5 separate regions of the Mus musculus genome follow, and all the other regions are linked to region 3. Evidence: chromatin contacts called from public Hi-C and HiChIP or PLAC-seq data. All regions are on one chromosome and are shown on one strand. The core of a region is the stretch at or near the end of the contact, and the rest is flanking DNA. Distances in the headings are between cores, read along the strand shown.

Evidence for each region. Hi-C and Micro-C count contacts between places; a contact is called where the count stands out from the background. HiChIP or PLAC-seq counts read pairs in DNA pulled down with a chosen protein or histone mark.
Region 1: a contact with region 3 is called in an H3K4me3 HiChIP or PLAC-seq map of embryonic stem cells, with 36 read pairs. The contact joins the promoter of Pip5kl1 here to the promoter of Cdk9 in region 3. A contact is called at or near these places in 23 of 39 promoter capture datasets (the 3T3-L1 cell line, 3T3-L1-derived adipocytes, the C10 cell line and 16 more), 4 of 15 datasets of contacts at CTCF or cohesin (CD8 T cells, the NIH/3T3 cell line, embryonic stem cells and 1 more), 85 of 484 Hi-C or Micro-C datasets (the 63-12 cell line, the AML12 cell line, B cells and 52 more), 28 of 115 datasets of contacts at active chromatin or transcription factors (the 230-238 cell line, CD8 T cells, the HPC-7 cell line and 19 more) and 4 of 9 other capture datasets (adipose tissue, liver, macrophages and 1 more).
Region 2: an H3K4me3 HiChIP or PLAC-seq map of bone marrow-derived macrophages shows a contact between it and region 3, with 2.7 times the contacts expected there. The contact joins the enhancer-like site here to the promoter of Cdk9 in region 3. A contact is called at or near these places in 1 of 39 promoter capture datasets (cranial neural crest), 1 of 484 Hi-C or Micro-C datasets (embryonic stem cells), 16 of 115 datasets of contacts at active chromatin or transcription factors (the HPC-7 cell line, the SCID.adh cell line, T-cell acute lymphoblastic leukemia and 9 more) and 3 of 9 other capture datasets (adipose tissue, liver and pancreatic islet).
Region 4: a contact with region 3 is called in an H3K27ac HiChIP or PLAC-seq map of embryonic stem cells, with 5 read pairs. The contact joins the enhancer-like site here to the promoter of Cdk9 in region 3. A contact is called at or near these places in 3 of 484 Hi-C or Micro-C datasets (all in liver) and 5 of 115 datasets of contacts at active chromatin or transcription factors (the SCID.adh cell line, embryonic stem cells, microglia and 1 more).
Region 5: a Hi-C map of CD8 T cells shows a contact between it and region 3, with 1.8 times the contacts expected there. The contact joins the enhancer-like site here to the promoter of Cdk9 in region 3. A contact is called at or near these places in 2 of 484 Hi-C or Micro-C datasets (CD8 T cells and natural killer cells), 6 of 115 datasets of contacts at active chromatin or transcription factors (effector CD8 T cells, embryonic stem cells, microglia and 2 more) and 3 of 9 other capture datasets (adipose tissue, liver and pancreatic islet).

Annotation. Positions count from the first base shown.
Region 1 is chr2:32,574,288-32,576,987 of GRCm38.p6, reverse strand. Pip5kl1 (phosphatidylinositol-4-phosphate 5-kinase-like 1) reads right to left here and starts at 1,270. Exons shown (of 10, transcript NM_198191.3): 1 at 1,094-1,270; 2 at 137-337. The coding sequence starts at 1,123. It also overlaps 9430097D07Rik.
Region 2 is chr2:32,895,408-32,898,270 of GRCm38.p6, reverse strand. All of the region lies in intron 1 of Niban2 (niban apoptosis regulator 2), which reads right to left. Among named protein-coding and RNA genes, the nearest start is that of Gm13523, 14 kb to the right of the region's middle. Within about 2 kb of position 1,595, at least 156 of the 459 cell types and tissues checked have an H3K27ac peak or open chromatin away from gene starts, as enhancers often do. A contact at or near this core is called in adipose tissue, bone marrow-derived dendritic cells, bone marrow-derived macrophages and 2 more, where this site is marked.
Region 3 is chr2:32,711,440-32,714,139 of GRCm38.p6, reverse strand. Cdk9 (cyclin-dependent kinase 9 (CDC2-related kinase)) reads left to right here and starts at 1,356. Exons shown (of 7, transcript NM_130860.3): 1 at 1,356-1,575; 2 at 2,028-2,109. The coding sequence starts at 1,484. Mir2861 (microRNA 2861) reads left to right here and starts at 1,252; the gene lies at 1,252-1,333. It overlaps Mir3960 (microRNA 3960), which reads left to right and starts at 1,168; the gene lies at 1,168-1,240. It overlaps Gm33457 (a long non-coding RNA gene), which reads right to left and starts at 830. Exons shown (of 2, transcript XR_001783272.2): 1 at 1-830.
Region 4 is chr2:32,513,089-32,515,865 of GRCm38.p6, reverse strand. No RefSeq gene overlaps it. Among named protein-coding and RNA genes, the nearest start is that of Fam102a, 21 kb to the left of the region's middle. Within about 2 kb of position 1,400, at least 63 of the 459 cell types and tissues checked have an H3K27ac peak or open chromatin away from gene starts, as enhancers often do. A contact at or near this core is called in the SCID.adh cell line and embryonic stem cells, where this site is marked.
Region 5 is chr2:32,494,211-32,497,007 of GRCm38.p6, reverse strand. No RefSeq gene overlaps it. Among named protein-coding and RNA genes, the nearest start is that of Fam102a, 40 kb to the left of the region's middle. Within about 2 kb of position 1,522, at least 108 of the 459 cell types and tissues checked have an H3K27ac peak or open chromatin away from gene starts, as enhancers often do. A contact at or near this core is called in CD8 T cells, adipose tissue, effector CD8 T cells and 3 more, where this site is marked.

The DNA.
Region 1 (2,700 bases), core at 21-2,520, 140 kb after region 3:
CTCAGAATTTCTGCTTCCTGACACAAATCCCTGCCTTCCTCTTCTTGGTAGGCCTCTCTGATTACCAGTGTCAACCTTTTAGTGAGATAGACTGCCAGCTAGGTTTGAGGTGTCTGAGACAGGATGGGCCATTCACCGTGGGTGGGTTGTTCTTGGAGACCTGGGTGGCAGCCCACAGCCCTTCCTGCATCATTCGTGTCATTCTATGCAGCTCATGTCCTGGACCGACCTCAAACAGGCCAACTCTAGACTGCCTGGCTCGGAGGTGCCAAAGAAGGCCGCGGCGGCTCCCTGAGGAAATGGACTTGTTTCCAGCCTCCTGGGAGTGGGCCGGGATCTGATGGGAAGAGGCACAAGAAACAAAGAGCATGTGGCAGTATTTCAGAAGGGAAATGCATGGGTTCAAATCCTACTTCCACCGATTAGGGATCTTCTGCTTATCTTTCTCTGCTTCACCTTCCCTGACCATAAAATACAGGGCTAACACTATAGCTATAGTCCCAGTGTTTGAGGGGCCAAAACCACCTGCAAATGGTATGCAAATGGAGTGGGAACAGCCTTCTGCTGTCAATCCCAGGTGCATCTGATGACTCCCAGAGGCTGCATGACCTTAGGTCAGACCCAGCCTTATTATCTCCTCTGTTACATGTTAGCTGCTACTGTTGCGTCTGAGCTGCCTTCACAAGAAGCCTTGCTAGCAGGCGCTGGGATGCTGGGAGATTCAGTCTTCCCTGTTTCCTCTTCTATGCTGTGCTTCTCTGTGCTAGCAAGAAGGACCAGGTCAAATGGAAGCTGAAGTCATACCAGCTCACCCATTCCTACTGGAGACCCATCCTGTGTACAAAGCTGAGCGCTTGAGGTCCTTATGGAGCCTTACGGAATTTATCTCATCATCCAAATTTTCCTGATGAGGAAACTGAGGAAGACCTCCGGGGGACACCCACCAGATCGCTACCCCCTTTCATACCTCCGTGGGGCGTGTCTTGATCTTCCCAGAGCAGAGACGGGGCGGGGGGGTGTTCAAGCCTCTGGCCAAGGTAATGGCCAGACTTTCACCCTTCCCTTTCTTGTCCCCTCTCTGGTCCGCACCTACCTCGTGGGACCTAAGGCTTGGTGTGGCCATCGCCCCCAGGTGCCGCTTCTCTGGCTTTGGCGGTGTCTCGGAGGCCCAGATGCAGGAATCAGGCCCCGCCTCTGCATGGCGAACGACCAATCGCGACGCTCTTGTTACCACTGTGCCCAATCTTCGAAAGGGGCGCTTGCCTTTGCCTGCCGGTTCCACCTCCACGGATGCAGCATACTCAGAACTCTGATCCTGGCCCTTCAGAGCTGCCTGGCTGAGGTGTTGGTGGAAAGGCCTTGTCACGGTTGCACGAGGGGGACGATGACCTTGGCCTGCGGGTCCCCCCTCCGAGGATGTAGGATCCTCTGCATCCTGATCGTGGTCGGACCGAGCCTCCTGGCGATGGCTGAGGTGCCTGAGAAAATGCCTTCTTGTTGCGGTTGCACGCTTTGCACGGAATCTGCGAGGGGGGCGCTGGCCTTTGCCCTTGGGTCCCCCCTCCGAGGACGCAGCATCCTCTGAATCCCGGTTCTGGCTGGGCGAGGTCGCCGGGTTTTGGTGGAGGTGCCGGAGAAATGATTCTCCTCTCAATTTCCTCCCGAACTGTGGACGTACGTCTCTAGGACTGGCTGTGGAGTCAGGTAGCTTAAATCGTGTTTCTTGGGTCTTTTTAGGCATGAAATTCCCATTGGCTGTCTCTCAGGTAAAGAAGCTAAAAGCAGAGAAAGAAGTGACCATCTCCAGGTGGTACAGAAGTCAGAGCATCCTTCCGTGTGATTGAAGCGCCCACTGGAGGCCACAGCGGGAACAGACACCAGAAATTTTTTGGTGAGCTAGCTAGAGGGACACAACATAATCTTTTAAAAGCATAGATGGGATGATGTCACCCTTATACTTTAAGTATTCAGTGACGTCTCTTGGCGGTGGAACAGAATTCAAACTCCTCACCATGGCATGAGTCACCACTCTCTTGACTCACTCCAAACACCCTCCTTGCCCTCAACCCAAGCTGCAAACTTCCACCCCCAGGGTTTCCCGTTCCTGGGCTCCCAAGTATCAGTCCTGTCTGGACTTTTTACTTGCCTTGATCCTTCGGACCACCTTTCAGGACTCTATGCACTTCTTCCATACACTGGATCATGGCCTTTATTCCCATCACCCTTGGCATGAGCAGAGATTGTCTTGCTCATGGATTGGTTTATTACATCAAACCTCCTGAATTGGGAGTGCCACCAGAGTGGGGACTACATGGACCTCACATGCCCAGTGCCCAGCACAAACTTGGGAACTGTGTGGATTGGAATGATGTAGGGGGTGGGAGCGCGGAGCCCCAAGAGACCACAGTGGCTGTAGTAATGATAGTCCCTAGCACGCAGAGCCTTGGGACAGTGGGAGGAATAACCCAGAGAACTAGAAACGAGCAGAAGATGCTTAGATATGCTGGCTTAAGAAGGTCTATTCATCTTTACAATTATACATATACACGTCTGGGCACATATGTGTGTGGATGCCAGTGGCACCCAGAAGTGTCCTCTGGTGCCAGAGTTGTGGGTGGTGGTCACTTAATTCGACCTCTGACTGAACTCTGGCCCTCTGAAATAGCTGCTGAGACATCTCTCCAGGTCCATATGTCTTTT
Region 2 (2,863 bases), core at 346-2,845, 180 kb before region 3:
GGGGCATAACCGGCCCAAGAGAAGAGCTGGGACCAGCGGGCAGGGACCATGTAGAGCCAGAGTCAGGAAGAGAAAGTGTGACAGTCACCCTGGTCCAGAAGGGAGCTGCTCCAGAGAGCAGAGGCTGATGCAGACCCCTTGGTGAATTGATCCAGAAGGAGGGGTGTCCTCGGCAGTGGGCCCCAGCTTCTGGGCCCACCATCAGAACTGTGAGCTGACTTAGGCCAGCTCACCTCAGCTCAGCCTGCACCACCTGCCATTGCCCCCAGCCGGGTCACTACCTGCCTCAGCCTCCAACTTACTCCTGACTCCCTCTGGCCCTTCCCATACCAGGAGAAGGAGGGAGCTGCCTGGTCCTCCACTGCTCACAAACGTCCTAAGGCTCCTTCTGCCCTTGGGGTAAAGGTATGGCTCCTATTATAACCACAGTACCGAAGCTGATCCTTCAGCCCCACCCCATCCCATCCCCCATTCTCTTCCTTTGGAAATCCCCAGGCTGGGTGGGTGCTCCCCACTTATCTACACCGTGTGAGAACTCTCTCACAAGCTCCACGCCCACCCTAGACTCCTCACACTGAAAGGCCAGCATAGAAGCTGGGACCTCGGAGGCTCCCGAGGATGAAGAAACATCCAACACAGATCTTCTTTGTTGGGAAAGTGGATGTCACACGAGCTTTCTCTCCCTTCTCACCGCAGGTGTCCTGAAGAGACCTGCTGGGTTAACCCTCTTTCCTGAAGATCAGGAATTAACAAAGAAAACCCCCTTCCTCTGAACACAGCTCCAAGGTGTGCCTGTGAATGTGCTTGCTGTGGGCTGGGGACACCAAGTGTGCCAAGACTACGGTTCACGCGTAAATGACAAGGATGTTTGGATAGAGACTCTGCCATCTCACTGAGGACAGACCACTGTCTCACTGAGGACAGACTGTGAGAGATGTATAGAGCACAAGGCTAGGGACACAGTATAGTGGCTAGTGGTGAGCATATTCCTATTGTGCACGAGGACTGGGTTCAATTCCCAGAACTACAAATGGCAAACCTTTTTTTTTTTTTATTTAGACACAGGTGGAGAGGCACCAGGATGGCTGGGGACCTAGCATTTCTCATGTAGGTCACAGAAGAGCAGAGCAAGTCCTGACCTAGCAGAGCCCAGAAGCTTCTAGAAGCATTGCCGCCACTGGAGAGACAGAAGCTGGGAGATCAGAGACTTGTCCGCCAGGCCAACAGGCCCTGGACTCTAAGGACTGTGGAAATGTCCAGAAGATCAGGTGACTTGCTTTGTTAAGGATGAGTTGGCCTTCAACAGCCCCAGGAGAGCGTAGATTCCCCATCTGCAATGACACAGCTCCTACCCCACGTCCTGACATGCTGCAGTTCACGAGCGGATAGCAATGAATGGAATCCAAGGCTGAGGTTCTCAGTCCCCTTGCCCTTCCCAGCCCCTGCCCTGGCTGGGTCCGACTGATACCAAGTGTACCCCCACTCTGCACTCTCTCCTATGAAGCACCCTTTGGCAGAACACCCTTTCTCAACTCCCAGGCTTAGAATCTTAGTCAGCCTGCCTTGCCCTGCTCCCCACCACAAGGCTCTCTGGTTCTCCATTTGCATCTAATTATAATCATCACAGCATGAGCTAATGCATGCCACAGTTGCCCAGAGCCAGCACTGAGGCGGTTTTCTGAAGCACTTTAGCTGAGAATCAGAGAATAGTCACGATGACTTTATTTAACCCCCACCAGGACAAACCGACAAACCCATTCTCTGGATGAGGGATCCACAGCTCAGAGATATTCAGTGACTTGCCCAGCATTACATAAGAGAGCAAACCAGGCATGACATCACAGCCCCCTGCTACCCCAAACGGGAATGAAGAACTCTGAGAGAGAGGGGTCCTATTTTAGTGGTTAAGGTATCTAGTGGGCTGTACCAACTGAATCCTGAGCTGCCACATCCCCTTGTTAACAGGCCATTGGCACTTTGGGAAGGTCCCTCCTGGACCCAGGAGAGCTGACCGTGGATAGATGGGGACTGAGGCCCGGAGACTAGGAAGCAGGTCTCCAGGTTTTCTCCACACTGGCTCCCCAGGATCCAAGCCTAGCCTTGCCTTCTCTCCCTGATCCATTAAACAGGCGTGTAAACAATGGCCCCCAGGGGGAGAGGTTATCTAGTTCCAGATGCCAAGAAGGCCACCTGCAAAGGACTCTGAAGGCCCAGGAGGGCTGGGTCTCCTTATCCAAAGACAGATTTGGGAGTAGTCACCCAGGACTTCGCACAAAGCCGCCTTGCAAACTTCTCAGTTAGCAAATATTTAACCAGAACTCAGCAACAACAGGTCTCATGAAGGCTAACAGCTGAGCCGGGAGGGCCTAAGGGGTGGAGAGGGCAGCCAGGGTGGAGACTGGGGAAATGTCTGGGGGTGGGGCAGGGGAGCACCTGGGACTTCTCTTCACATCCTCCACTTCTGTTGGGAAACTCAGTTCCCATCTGGACACAAACAGGAGAAACAAAGGCCTTCTCATCCCGCCCCAGCCCCGCCCACTTGCCTGGCATCAGCTCTGTGCCCGCAGCCTCCAGCTGGCAGCCTGTTCTAGGAGGGCAGGATGAGGACGCCCCTGCGTTTGGGGGAGCAGACAGAAAAAGGAGGCCCAGGCCTCCAGCAGCAGCATCCACCCACAGCAGGACAGCCTACCCCCCCCACCCCACCCCGCCCCCCGGCCCGCCACAGGACTAGCATCATGCCCACCCTCCAAGCTCTCTGAGTCTCCAGGGCTGGGCCCTAGGAATCTAATGAAGAAGACTGACTGTCAATGAGAAACCATAATGGTGCTGGAGAGCTGGCCCAACGGTTAAGGGCATGTGCTGG
Region 3 (2,700 bases), core at 107-2,606:
GAAGACAGGAGGGATTGGGAAACTGAAACAGAAGGGAGCTTGTAGGACCACAGACCAGGAGGTAAACGCTGGAAAAATCGGCCATGATCAGCTCAGAATTTCAAGACAGTAGAGGAAGACAGAACAGACTTCAGACTCTCCTCTCTGTCTCTCTGTGTTATTGTTGTTTTTCCTGGCTGTCCTGGAACTGGCTCTGTAGACCAGGCTGGCCTGGAACTCAGAAATCCATCTGCCTCTGCCAAGTGCTGGGATTAAAGGCGTGCGCCATCAAGGCCCGGCTCACGCCCATTTCAAAAGCATCAGGAGTGCCGGCTCAATGTTAACAGTTTTGGGGATGATTGACTCTGGACAGACCAGCTTTGGCGCGGCTCTGTGAAGGAAGGTTGTAGTAGATCCATCCTGACAACACAAGATCCAAGGGTTTAGGCCTGAGCGTTGATCGCTCACCGCCCACAGTGTCGCCGCGCCCCCTGGCGGCCGTCAGTTGCCATGTCAACGGCGGGTGGCTGAGACGACGGAGGCGGCAGCGGGGGCAGTTCTCTCTTCCCCTGGCCTCAAGGCCGCTCCCACGGCACCTCCTGCCTTCGCCTCACCGGGAGCACACTCCCGGTCCTGGAAGAAGGGCCATTCTGTAGCAGCTGGCATTCGGGGGATAAACTGAGGCACGCAGGAGGGAGCCGCAGGCAGGTGTCTAGTGCGGAGCCCCACCTCCAAAGGCAGAGGAGGGGCTGCGAGCAGTGACGCGCCGAGGGCGGACGCTGGACTGGGAGCGGGAGGGCGGGAGGCGGCGGCGGCAGGTGCGGCTGCGAAGGGTGGGAGGAGGAGGGAGGGGGTGGGCGGAGGGGGAGGGGAGGCCAGGACGGGCACCTCCCCCTTTATAACGCGCCCCCTCCCGGGCTTTCGGGCCGCCTCCTCGTCTGCTCTGCCTATCTCGCCCCCTTGCCCTGCCGCCCCGGGCCGGGCTTGGCCAGGGAGCCTCCGCCCCCAGGCCTTCCCCCCACCACCACCCGCCGCCCCGCGCAGCCCGGCGGAGGCGGCGCCGTCGGAGGAGGAGGAGCAGGGCACTGCGGCTGGCCCCGGATCGGGAGCCAGAGCGGCAGCAGCTTCGGCAGCAGCACGGCCCGGGCCAATGCAGCGGGACGCACCGCCGCGAGCCCCAGCCCCAGCGCCACGGCTTCCTGCGCCCCCGATCGGGGCCGCCAACAGCGCTGGCGGCGGCGGCGGAGGCGGGGGCAGTGGCGGCGGCGGAGGCTCCTCTGCAGCTCCGGCTCCCCCTGGCCTCCCGGGAACTACAAGTCCCAGGGGGCCTGGCGGCGGGCGGAGACCGGAAGAGGCGGGCTCGGCACCTCGAGGCCGGAAGTGGCCGTGGAGGCGGAAGTGGCGCGGCCGCGGAGGGGCCTGGAGTGTGGCGGGACCGGGAGCGGCGGGAGCTGCGGCTGGGGGCGGCGGCGGCGGCGGCGGCGGAGGCGCGCTGGAGGTGGCCATGGCCAAGCAGTACGACTCGGTGGAATGCCCGTTCTGCGATGAGGTCACCAAGTACGAGAAACTTGCCAAGATCGGCCAAGGCACATTCGGGTAAGATTAGGCCGCGTGGGACCGCGAGCCCGGGACCTGCACTTTCCAGGGCCGACGTCGGGTCGCCCAGAGCCCGGGCCGAGGTGGTCCGGAAGCTTCTGTTTTCGTGGCTGTTGCCCGGTCTTGCTCGGCCGCGGCGCAGACGTTCCCGGCCCAACCGAGCCGACTGGCGGGGAGGAGCCTGGGGCCCGTGATGGGGGTTGGGTAGGGTTGCTGAGAGCCACTCCGAATGTGAGCGGCCACCTCTAGGGGAGGAGTAGGGGCTGAGTAGGAGTAAGCAGAGGCCGGGAGGAGGACGGAAGACACGCGGTGTGGAATGACCGCGTCCCGGATCCGAGGCCGCACCCCGCCCGCCGTGGGTCTGGGCTCCTGCTGCTCCCCTTCGCGCGGGGGAGGGGCACTCCCTGCGGAAATGCCTTATGGGTCCCTTGGGTCTTTCTCTGTGCCTGCAGGGAAGTCTTTAAAGCCAAGCACCGTCAGACGGGCCAGAAGGTGGCTCTGAAGAAAGTGTTGATGGAGAATGAGAAGGAGGGGGTGAGTATATGGACCACTGGGCCGACCTTCTTCTAACCTGGCTGGGTTTCCACACCGCTACTTCAAAGGGTTTTGTGCTGAGATTCGACCTAGTGTTTTTCGGTTTTCCATGGAACAAGGAATTTGGCTTTCCATTTACACTGTTGAGCTTTAGTGGCAGAGTTCTGTGGGAGCCACGGGAGGGAGCCTGTGCTTTTCCCATGGAGTGCAGGTTGACTCTAGAAAACTTTCAGCTTAGCTTGGCGTTGAATTTTGTTTTGTATGAAGAGACCATTTGTGCACAAGCCGTTTAAAAGGCCGCTGAGCTTAAGGTGATGTTCTGAAAGGTGTTGTTTCCATCAGCCTCAGCAGCATTGCCTTTGTAAGGAAAATGCTGTTTGTCTTACTTTGCGTCTATAGGGTCTTCTGTTTTCTGGCATGTCTGTGTACAGCACTATTCTCCAGTACCTGGGTACCTGAGGAAGCCAGAAAGGTGTGCCAGGTTGCCTTGGATCATTTGGGACAAAAGATCCACTGTGTGGGTGCTGGGAATTGAACCTGGGTCCTGGGGGAGGATAGCCAGTGCTGTGGTGTGTGTGTTTCCCTGAAACA
Region 4 (2,777 bases), core at 151-2,650, 200 kb after region 3:
AATAAAATAAATTCTATTTTTTTTTGAGGTAGGGTTTCTCTGTATAACCTTGACTGTCCTGGAACTTGGTCTGTAGACCAAGCTGGCCTCAAACTCACAAAGTTCCTCACGTCTCTGCCTCCTAAGTCCTGGGATTAAATCCTGTGCCTCTGTGGCAGGTTTTAATTTTTTTTAATAAAAAAATAATGCTACACTGTGCAGTGGTGGCAGGTGTCTTTAATTCCAACACTCTGAGGAAGAGGCAGGAGGATCTCTAAGTTCAAGGCCTACCTGGTCTACAGAGTGAATTCCACGACAGCCAGGACTACATAGAGTGACCCTGTCTTGAAACAAACAAACAAACAAACAAGCACACACACACAAAACCAGAAAAGCAAAAACAAAAGCTAGTGGTTGGGTGATAGTCCCCTGAGCTCCCTGCCCTGGGGCTTGTCTGACAGCATCCTCCAGCGTGGGAACTGTTTAGCTGGTAGAAAGTAATATTTTTATGTTTATTTATGCAAACATGTACCATATGGGTGTGAGATCCCCGGGAACTGGACTTACAGACAAACAGTCGTGGGTGATGGGAACCAGAACCTCTGTAAGAGCAGCCAATGCTCTTAACTACTAAGCCATTGCTCCAGCCCCTTTCGACCGACAGGCTTTACTCTGTAGCCCAGGCTAGCCTGGAACTCACAGCAACCTTTCTAGCTCAGCATCCCCAGTGCTGGGATTACAAGCATGAGTCGCCAATCCGTGTGTGTACAACTCACCAGGAGTGGACACGAGTCCAAGGAAGCAGAGAAGAAAGCAGGCCGTCATTGGTCTGAGACTTCAACTGGCTTTCTAGGTACTTTTTGCTCCTCTAGGGCCCCCTGCCCTTATGTCTCCCCCTCCCCACTCTTTGTAGGGAAGAATTGCCCCTGACTGGATGGCAGAGGACAGTTGCAGGTATCAATCCTCAGGCAACTTTTATGGGGGGGGGGGGGGCGTCTCTCACCTGCCTGGAACTTTGCCACGTAAGCCAGGCAAGCTGTCTCAATTCTATTTCCATCTCCCTCTGCAGCTGGAATTTGCCTGGCTATTCCACCATGCACTGCTTTTTACTTGCGTTCTGGGGATCTGAACTGCAGTGTTCACTTTTGCAAGCACTTCAGTGACTGAGCCAGCTAGCCAGCCCCAGAGGAAGCTAAGTGTAGGAGGGGCCATCTGTCCCAAGGCAAACCTATGCATTTTCCACTACCTGGGCCTGCCTCTGCAGAGGAAACATCTCTGGCCCTGGGGCCGCCAGCACACCAGGGCGGGCACCAGTGATTTACTGATGTTCCGAGCCTGACCCTGTGCCTTCCGGGAAGCATCTGTGGCTTCTCCTGTCACTGCCACAGAGAGCCTGGGACAAGCTCTGCCAGCCAGCACAGGAAGCCCTTCAGTCTGTGTCATCTCCCGTCCCCGGCAGACAGGAGCCTCTATGAGGTCAGCAGGGACAGGCTCCACTCAGAGCCTCCTTTTTTTTTCTCTTGCAAAATAGAAATTGCTTTCTTTATTATACATATAAGTGCAGACGGGTGGGGTTTGTCCTTAAAAAAAATTGTTATGCAGAAGCAGGAAGGTTGAAAGAAAAAAGCCTCCTTACCTCTGATCCCATTTCCCAGAAAACACACAAGCACGCTCAGTCCTACCCCAGAAACGAAGTTGAACTGTACACGGTGTGAGACTCGAGATGTTTGAAGAGATAGGTCTCACTTTGTACCTCAAAGTGGCTAGGAACTCATTATGTGGCCCAAGGTGATTTCTAATTTGCTAAGGAAGCTGCCTCAGACTTCCGAATCTCAGGATTATAGATATAAACACCTCAGCTTTCATTTTGTTCTGTTTTATTTTTGAGACAGTTTCCTGTGTAATCAGGGTTGGCCCTGAACTCACCACAGTCTTTCTGCCTCAGTTTCCCAAGTCGGCATCTAATTTTCTAATTATTATTATTATTATTATCATTATTATCATTATTATTTTGGCTTTTTGAAGACAGGGTTTCTCTGTGTAACCCTGGCTGTCCTGGAACTCACTCTGTAGACCAGGCTGGCTTCGAACTCAGAGATCTGCCTGCCTCTGCCTCCCATGGGCTGGGATTAAAGGCATATGCCAGCACTGCCATGCTGGGCTCAAACTAGTTTTATTTTGTTTTGTTTTTAAAATATTTTATTTACTTTTGTGGGTATGACTGTTTTGCCTGTATGTGCTGGGAACTGAGCCCCGACCACCTGCAAGAACAGGGAGAAGCAAGCCATCTCTGAAGTGCCCAAAATAGTTTTAATAACTGCACAGTTTTTATTTAAAACTATTTTTTCCTTTTAACTTTTGCTGATATGCACTTCTTTAAACCCGGCACTTTAATCCCAGAGGCAGGAGAATCTCTGTGAGACTAGGCCAAGCAGGGTTACAAAGACAGACCCTGTCTCAAAAATAAATAAAAGCTCCCAGGGCAGCAGTGGGACACACCTTTAATCTCAGCAATCAGGAGGCAGAGGCTTGTGGGTATTTGAGTTCAAGGCCAGCCTGATTAAGAGCCAGTTGACTAGGACAGTCAAAATTTACAGAGAAACAGAGAAACCCTTTCTTAAAAAAACAACAAACCTCTCTCTCTCTCTCTCTCTCTCTCTCTGTACACGTACTCTCAGGAGCACTTGTTTTAGGGTGTGTGTGTGTGTGTGTGTGTGTGTGTGTGTGTGTGTGTGTGTAGATCAGAGAACAACTTTCAGGAGTTAGTTCTCTTTTCATGGCATTGGTCCATGGGTTCC
Region 5 (2,797 bases), core at 273-2,772, 220 kb after region 3:
GGGCTGAAACTATCCTCCTGCTTTGGCCCCCTGAGAGATTGATTCTATTTTACTGCTGCACAACACATCTCAAAGCTTAGCCGCTGAGGGGCCGAGGAGCTGGGTTATTGTTTAAAGCGCTTGCTGTGCAAGCCTGAAGACCAGAGTTCAAATCCCCAGAGCCCACGTTAAATGCTGAGTGAGCGTAGCAGCACACCAGTGACTTCAGCCTTGGAAGGCAGAGACAGGGGTTCTCCAAAGCAAGCTGGCTAGTGAAGACAGCCTAGAGCCAGCTCTGGGTTTGATGGAGTGACCCTGTCTTAGTGAATGGCATGGGAGATCAACCTCAAGCCTCCACATGCATGGCTATATGTGTGCCTACATACATGCAGTGTGCCTATTAACACATGCACACCAGCACACACACATAAAATGAGAAAGAAAACTTAGCTGCTTAGAGCTACAGGTATTTGTTGTTTCTGTTTCTTGGGAGTGGGGGAGGGGGAGATGTGGGAGAGCTTTGAGCGTGGTCTGTGGTCTGACCTGGGTGTTTCATGCTGCAGTGGCTGCTCTGAGTCTTCTGAAGGGGTGGGAACCACTGGGGGACACGGTGGAACCTTGGGCTCTTACTTGCTATCTCTGTCATTGTGACATGACTTTTGCTTCCCCCAGCACGGGCTCTAAGGGAGCCTGACCAGAAGTGACCTGCCTGTCCCCACAGGCTCCACCCAGCTCGGTTGCACTGCACAGACTTGCTAAGCCACGGGGCTGGAAGTCTTGGGTCATCTGGGATACTAGAATCAGGCTCAATCAGGCTCCCTTGGCTAATGGCTGACACACCTGGAAAAGCATCCCTAAGCCAGCCATGTGACTATTCCCGTTTCTCTCCTTGCACACCTATAGATAGTAGGTGTTCTGTTGGACAAACTGCCCCTGGCAGAGCAGACACACTAGCCCACCGCCCTCTCACCTTTTCAGTAACGCCCACAGGACCATTGTGCCCACTTGGCGGGCAGAGGGTGGCAACCTCAGGAGCCGCCTCCCAGAGTCGCCACCACCACCACCACCACCACCACCACCACCACCACCACCACCACCACCACCACCTTTGGTATTCTGAGCATCCTGGGGGATAATGTGGACGGCTAGTTTGTTGTTGTTTGAAACAGGGTCTCACTATGTAATCCTGGCTGGCCCGGAAATCACAGGGGTTCACCTCCCTTTGTTTCCTGAGTTCTGGGGTTTAAAGCTTGAGCCGCCATGATAGATAAGGTATGAACTGTCTACACCAGCTTCCTTAATGAGACAGAGACCCACAAAGCCGAGCATGGAGAGTCTGCCGACTGCAGGGATACCTCACAACTGGTCTGCCTTAGGTATATGAAGTGGGTGAGCATGCGCACGCACGTGCGCGCGCACGTTTCATTCTTCTCCAGCTGCTCAGCGGAGGAAACCAAGGCATCGAGGCAGGAGGTGCAGAGCCCCACAGACGTCACAGGACATCGTGGGGCTGGGGCTGTAGGCAGGCTGGAGCTTGCTGGGGTTTTGTGACAGGGAAGGAGGAGAGAGGAAGGAAAGAGGGGGTGGGGCGTCACAGAAGAGATCAGTTCCCCGGTGTCCCGTTATCACAAATTCATCTCTGAGGCAGCACTACAAACAGGATGTGGGTTTATTTTGAGGGCCTGTTGCCCCAAATTGATAAATGCCATTTAACACGTAGACACCATGGGAGAGGCAGTGGGACTTACTGGGTAGTTTAGCCGGGCTCCTAGCTCTGTGACTGGAGAAGTATGGATTGACAGCTCTGGACTCTGAATAAAGGTCATTAGGACTGGCGAGAACGGTGGCAAGAGCCTTTGCACATTGGAGGAGCTCATAGCTCGTCTCTGTGCAGGAGCCCCGCCATCTTCATCCTGCTCCTGTAGCGTTTAATATCTATCCACCCCTCCCCCGGCAGTCCAAAAAGAGAGATCCTGATATGTTCACAGTTTCCCTCAGGCCCTCGTATCCCCAGCATGTCCCCCCATGCTGGTGACCCAACTTTTAGCGCAGAAGAACCTTGTGACACAGGTTGGCTGAGTCCCTGCCAGGTTGCTTGCATGCATGGAGAAGCAAGGGCTCTGCCCTGTCTCCACCCCAGGGTCACCTTCCAGGGATTGTCCTGGCCCTGTGGCTATTAGCCACTTGGATGTGGGAGTCACAGCCCAAGCTCTCTGTGTGACATCCACAGAAGATTACTGGAGCCCACTGGAGCCCACTGAGCCTTAAGGCCAAGGGATGGGATATGGCTTCTTTCAAGCCAGTCAAAGCAGCAGCCTGCTGCTCAGGAGTCAGACCACCCCTGGGGTCTGAGGACTGTCTATCACTTGCTGGCTGGGTGAGATTCAGGAAGTTAACATCTCTGAGCCCATTTCCCCAAACCAAGAGCTAAACTCATGATAAGGAAGGACTGCTTAGAAACCGAATGGCACCTTTAATCCCAGCACTCGGGAGGTAGAGGCCCAAGAACCTCTGAGAGTTGGAAGCCAGCCTGGGCTACAAAGTGAGTTCCAGGACAGCTGGGATGTTACACAGAGAAACCCTGTCTTAAAAAGAAAAAAAGCTAAATATCAACAAAAGAACTCCATTTATACTCCAGTTCTTGTTGTTTGTTTGTTTGTTTGTTTTATTTGTTTTTGACAGGGTCTCACGTAGCCCAGGTTGACATGGAAATAGGTATATAATGGAGGTGGCTGCTCTTGAATTCCTGAATTTTGGATTACAGATATGGTCCACCATCCCTGCTTTCACGGTGCCTTTCAAATTTCTCTCCTATCAG